Linked DNA regions of Bombyx mori: region 2 is linked to region 1. Evidence: chromatin contacts called from public Hi-C data. All regions are on one chromosome and are shown on one strand. The core of a region is the stretch at or near the end of the contact, and the rest is flanking DNA. Distances in the headings are between cores, read along the strand shown.

Region 1 (3,393 bases), core at 702-3,201:
AGAATAGAGTATGCAATCAAAATATTTTTTTATGTATAATAATAAATATATTTTTACAATTACTAGGTATGTGTTGTTGATGTTTCAATGAGGTTAGTGATGTATTTCTAGAAATGTTAAACTTATTTATATTACAGTAATCCTTTTCTTTTTCTATTTCTTGACTAATGAAGATTTATGAGAAACTACCACAAAGTTGTTATTGATTTCAAATTTAGAAAATGCTAATTAAATATTCTTCTCGAAATCGCCCAACATCTGCCTACGCTTTAACAATGAGGCTGTGTATGTTAAGAGTTGATTCAAATAAAAAATATAAATCCTATGTTACTCAATACCCTGTGTCCGAGTCTCGGAAGAAACATCTCTAAACCTAGGCAGACTAGGCAAGGGGATACATTCCACATGGAGCCTATTTCTCCTACCTTTTGGAGATCTCTCCTTCACCCTGGGCCTGCCAGATACCATCAGGTAGTCCTAAGCATCACGAGAGCTGGGTTTTTCGGTACAATTAATATCCAAATATACTTTTAGCTACCTTAAATTCTTTAATTTATTATACGTTTCTGATTAATGTTTTTGTTAATATTATATTCTTTGGATTTAACAGAAACTAAGTATTATTTATTATACATGACTGCTAAGAGCTATTGAATTGAATCTTAAATTAGCATTTGAATGTGAAAGCTTCTTTGTGCCACTTTCACTTTTTAAACTCCAATCAAGTAAACAAGATTCCATGCATGTTCACATGTGTGAAGAAAAACGTAAAATTAGAAAAGAATTAATAGTTTTTTTTTTTTGTTACATGATAAATAGATTAATTATTATCTATAACATTTTAGTGTTAATTAAAAGAGTATATGAGATACTTTTGCTACAAGTTTCCAGAAGAGACTAACAAAATTACATACAAGCAAAATGATCAGGTTTCTCACCGATCTCATGAGAGATACAAAGAGTGAGACACTCTACCTATGCCAATATGATATATGACAGCAGAGAAGAAAAGAAACTTCTATATAACTAGCCTTAACAGAAAACCAGAAGTTTTTCACCCAAATACTGTATGATAATAAATTTTTATCTTGTGTCATTAGAGTGAAGGTTAATTTTATTGAGTATTGAGTGAAGGTTAATTTTCTTTTCCAAGCTTTAAATTCAGCTTGTTCATTACATTTTATTTTACTTCAGTACTTATATATTTTTTCAGAAGATAAGAAGGATAAGCATATTGCTATATTAATAACATTTAATCTTCTTGATAATAATCATCATTTATTGCAATATTTTTAAACGTCGTAGTTTTTATTTAATTTATTCAAACGTTGTTGCATGAATTTTATAACAATCAGTGTGGCACCTCACAGCACCTGTGTAAATATGTTTGGTTCGACCATAAAATCCTATTGATCGCAATTGTGGATTCTGATACGAAGTAAAAAAGTGTGAGAAGTAAAGTGGGCGAAGTAATCGACATTCGCTCTGTTAATCTTTAGATAACACAAGCAAGGTAAATCAAAATTATATTTTTACAATGAACGAAAATTTTATTCAAGTTACATTATTTAAGTACGGACTTACCATTGGTTTAACATAATTATTCTATTTATGAATATTATATTATGGTTATAATTTATTTGAGACTTAAATTATTTTATTATCAACAAAAAAACGATTTTATCATACACTATTTTGATACTTACTTGTTGAAAGCAATACGGCATGGCTAATATGCCAACGCCTATAATGCTATTTGCCAGCGTTATAGATTGTCCAGCGACTCCCATGTTTCATATAATATTATTGTTTGTTTCTAATATTTTAAATTAATAATGTTATTTAAAAACAAAAACCTAAGCGCACCTCTCTCTCACATCTCATTGAGATTTGTTTTGTTTGTTATGACAAATGACAAGACAAACGTCAATGACAACGAACGACACGTCAAAGAGTAGTGGAAGTTTTGCTTTTCTAAACCAGGAAAGACAAAAGTATCACATCCTACATACTTAATGAAACCATTTCAATCACATTTAAATATACATTGAATCGAATAAAATAAAATGTTAGCGTCTTAGTCAAATGGTGAAAATTTACTGCGACCTCAAAGGACTTTTCATAAAAACCCGAGAGATATATGATATAAGCCGATTTTTGTTCACATCTCCACACCCTGTAACTTCTCTACGACTTTGTTTCGTTCCTGTTTCATTTCTCCACACTTGCTCATTTAAACGTTAAATAATAAGTTACGGGTAATATTGAAAGGTGAAGGCTAAATAAAAAAATGCATCACTACACTGCTGCATTCCCGCCAAAATTTGCGCAAGCATGTGACGTATTTTGGAAGAGCTGAGGAAGCCAGATCATGTTTTTTTTTTATTGCCTAGATGTGTGGACGAGCTCACAGCCCATCTGGTGTTAAGTGGTTACTGGAACCCATAGACATCTACAATGTAAACGCGCCACACACCTTGAGATGTAAGTTCTAAGGTCTCAGTATAGTTACAACGGCTGCCCCACCCTTCAAACCGAAACGCATTACTGCTTCACGGCAGAAATAGATGTGATTTTGAACAAACGCCTAAGAAAGCAGAAATATGTACTAAATTGACAAAATAAACCAAATGCACTTTTTTGCCTACCTATCATTAGCTTCGATGGCTTCTTCTGACCTTACTAAACTGGTCGGCAAGCTGACGAGGCTCAGCATGAAAATTTTCTGACATCTGCTCTTACAAAAGCAGTGCTTCGCTTAATCTACACCACTGAATCGGGATCGCGACTCTCCAAGATCTAACGAAAAATTTAATGGGTCGTGTCTGTTTTATTTGTGCGAGTTTATATGGGTTCCGGTAAGCATTAACATCAAATAGGCTGTGAGCTTGTTGACCCAATGCAATAATTAGATCAATAAAAAACATGATATCTCCACGTATACCTTATCTAAAAATAAAACCACTTAGCTATTTGTTAAAACTATGCATTTATTTTATTTTTTACTCTTTGGTACTTCGGATCAGTGTTCAACAAAATGTATTTCACAAGCATTTAATAATCATTTGTTAAATGTGATAAATGTGTAATTTTTTTTTTATTGTTATTGAACACTGGTCGTAAGTTGCACAAATGTTTGGAATAATATATGTAATAATACGCGCCCTAAAATATCTTCTCTCTTTGGTTTAATTTATTTCGAATTTTGCGGACACAGAAGCATTCGATATTTTTGCAAACATGAATTAACAAGTTAATATTGTGAACAATTTTCGTCCATCAAATAAAAAATAAAAAGATAATGGCACTGGTATTTTTTGTCACCCAAAGAATAAATAAAAGTATCTAATTTTTTTCTATTACATACAAGATTCATTATTTTACGTTTTTTTT
Region 2 (3,410 bases), core at 220-2,719, 37 kb before region 1:
CCTTCGAACAGGCACGCAGGTCGCCTCACGCGATAAACTTGCGGTACGGGTTTAGAAAATTATATTGATTTTATTTTATATTTTTTTATTATATTTTTATTTTTACCTGCTGTAGGATCCATCGTTAGTTTCAGATTTGGACATCGACATAGTCTCGTCCTATAGACCGCGTCGTTTCAATCATTTTAACACTGACTAATTTTCTATGCGGTATGATGTGGCGGTAGCCGTCATAAAACACAAAATATTCGACAAATGCGCTTACGACATTCTCAAGATAAGCTTGCATTATACAAGTTCCGAAGAATAACATACGGGCCGTCGGTCTACCGAGCAATATCACCCGCTCGGTGAAACACGGTGGTCGTACAAAAGCTTTCAGACCAATTTTCACCAGAGCTTAATATAAGGTTTTTTTACGTTTCAGACGCCTCAAGCTAAATCGCTTACAAGACAACGCGTCGCACGAGCTCGGCGCGCAGGCGTCCTGCTCGCTGCTGTACATAGATCAACTCATCGAACAAGAGTTTGCTGGGGATAGGATACATCAGTGAGTTCATCATTGTTCATGTTGGTTTAAAGTGGTTGCTGGAGACTATCATTGTGAGGATATGCCATTAAGACCTCGGATAAATATTGAGCTCACGGCCCACCTGATTTTGAGTGGTTACCAGAGCCCCATTTCAAACCGAAACGCATTACTGCTTCACGGCTGAAATAGGCAGGGTGGTGATACCTACCCGTGCGGACTCACATGACGTCCTACCGCCAGTAATTAGGCAAATTATAATTGAATATAGACTTTCAGAACGCAATGTTGCTTTGCGGCAGATATAAGCGAGGCAATGGTGTCTATAAGCGACAAAGTCACCTGATGTTATACGCTGTCAAATCGTTGGGCTCATGAGCTCATTTATTTCTGTTGTTGTTTTTTTTTTATTGCTTAGCTGTGTAGACGAACTCACAGCTCACCTGGTGTTAAGAAGTTACTGGAGCCTATAGAAATCTACAACGTAAATGCGCCTCCCACCTTGTTGTTTCAGTAAGCAGATATTCTCTAAGAAGTTGTTCAGTATTCTCTATTCGAATGTGTCTCGAGAAGTGACAATCATCTGGTGGTAGGACGTCTTGTGAGACCGCGCGGGTAGGTACCACCACCCTGCCTATTTCTGCCGTGAAGCAGCAACGCGTTTCGGTTTGAAGGGCGGGGCAGCCGTTGTAACTATACTGAGACCTTAGAACTGATATCTCAGGGTGGGTGGCGAATTTACGTTGTAGATGTCCATGGGCTCCAGTAAGCACTTAAGACCAGGTGGGCCGTGAGCTCGTCCACCCATCTAAAGGTTTTCCCCTGAACAGGATGTGGATGAAGGGCGGCAGCGAGAGTGGCGGCGTGTACCCGCCCCCGTCGCTGTACGCGCTGCTGCGGCTCTACCTGCTGCCCGACATCGCCGACGAGCACAAGCACTCCCTGGTGCTCTACCTGCTGCTCGACTACTGCATGGTGTACGACGACGTGCGGTCAGTGTGCCCTACCGAACACGGTTTTTAATTTTTATGATTGAAAGGAAGCCGACTGAACCTAATAGGTGTATGTATGGCTGTTACAAAAAAAAAAAAAAAATTGAAGGGTTACTGGTGGCCTTTTCACCAGGACAGGTGGGCGAGCAAAGGCTCAGCCAGGAGGGGAGGGATTTGCTAACAGCTGCCCGAGCGCCTCCGAAGGAGACCTAACAACTCAAGAGCAACAGCCTCACGAATGAATCTACTACCGGATCAGAACCGCGACCCGCTGAGAAGTCCGGCGAAGAACTCAGCGGGCTGATGCATGGGTTAGGTTGCACGTCGAACTCTTTGCCGAGCTCGACGAGTACGGTTACCGGGGTCCCTGCTTCTGGTGTTAGAGCTGAAGGCGTCTAACGCAAAGGTTATTGGATCTGATGGATCCGTAAGGACGTGACGGTTTTTAATTCTTAACCACGTACCAACTGGCTTGGGAATTGACTCCCCTCCACTGTGTTTCCCGAGCGCTATGACACGTCCGTCTTTAAACGAGGCTTGTGGAGATTACTTAATGGTAGGCAGCGGCTTGGCTCTGCCTCTGGCATTGCTGAGGTCCATGGGCGACGGTAACCACTCACCATCAGGTGGGCCATATGCTCGTCTCTCTACAGGAGCAATAAAATAATAATAATAATTAATAACAAAAAACTGACAATACATTCGTTTACGACACGCATCATAAGGGTCAGTCTACGTGAGCTAGAGTTTAGCGAATGCTAATTACAAGTAATAACTTTAATTAATGTGACCAATCTATGAGATTATAACCTGGGGCAAGATAATATTTTCCATTTCGCAAAACCTTTTGTCAACAATACATTATGCAAGATTTAAAAAAAATCCTACTTAGCTGAAAGAAAGAAATTTAATAACTTTTTAATCTTAATACACTAAAGACTTCGTTAAGACACTAGTTGTTCAATTAAGACATACATCAAAATCCTAATCTTATTCGTTTTTCACTATTCACTATTATTAATATGAGTCCAATTTATAGGTACGAGGGTGTAATCCGACGCTTGATGCAGTTCCCAACGATGTTCGGTTTGAGCAACACCGCCATCAAAGCCACACAAGCTTTTTGGCACCTGGACCACAGAGATTTTGATGTAAGTCAAATATATATTCGTATTAGTAAATTGAGTAATATCTCTTCAATATTATTTACTGAGCGGAAGATCTTCGTGGCTTGTATTAAATGGTAACTGGTGGCCACACGTCACTGCGTCATCACTAAGATTTATAGCAGAAACAGGCAAGATGGTGGTACCTATCCGTGTATGAATATTTAAAAAAATAATCTAATATAAAAGAAAAGAAAAAATACATGTCCGCTGAATTTCTTGCCAGTTCTTCTCAGGACGGAGGCTAGTTTTTGTGAATTGGCGGTAGTTCTTTTGACGTTCAAAAAGTATGTACTTTCATTTATGTTGAATAAAAATTTTTTGATTTCATTTGATTTGATTTAAGCCTACAATACGACCTACTACTATTAGGGTTGGCAATAACATTATATTATTATACTCATAGAGCATTGTTAATTATAACGGTAGACAGTGGCTTGGCTCTGCCCCTGGCATTGCTGATGTTCACGGGCGACGATAACTACTTACCATCAGGCGGGCAGTATGCTCCTCGTCTGCCTGTACGGCAATTAAAAAAACCCTAATCTCTGGTGCTACTCTTATTAAAGATGGTTTAAAAAAAAACAAATTTGAAATCCACAGTTTGCACTAGATCAACTCCAATGTCTCACTGGCAACACGCTGTCGGAGTGGCAACACCACGTGGTGTTATCCTCGCTGCTGGCGCAGAACAAGACTCAAGCGGCCCTACAGTATCTGCAC

What was found. Hi-C and Micro-C count contacts between places; a contact is called where the count stands out from the background.
Region 2: a contact with region 1 is called in a Hi-C map of whole pupa, with 3 times the contacts expected there. The contact joins the enhancer-like site here to the promoter of LOC101739236 in region 1. A contact is called at or near these places in 2 of 7 Hi-C or Micro-C datasets (posterior silk gland and whole pupa).

The regions. Positions count from the first base shown.
Region 1 is chr11:16,443,242-16,446,634 of ASM3026992v2, reverse strand. It overlaps LOC101739236 (putative sodium-coupled neutral amino acid transporter 10), which reads right to left and starts at 1,951. Exons shown (of 10, transcript XM_038013998.2): 1 at 1,707-1,951. The coding sequence starts at 1,790. It overlaps LOC101739371 (zinc finger protein 883), which reads right to left. Exons shown (of 3, transcript XM_062671246.1): 3 at 2,971-3,393.
Region 2 is chr11:16,479,515-16,482,924 of ASM3026992v2, reverse strand. LOC101741033 (protein ELYS) reads left to right here. Exons shown (of 38, transcript XM_012696126.4): 14 at 428-550; 15 at 1,360-1,521; 16 at 2,561-2,672; 17 at 3,291-3,410. Among protein-coding and RNA genes, the nearest start is that of LOC101741033, 10 kb to the left of the region's middle. Within about 2 kb of position 1,469, at least 3 of the 8 cell types and tissues checked have open chromatin away from gene starts, as enhancers often do.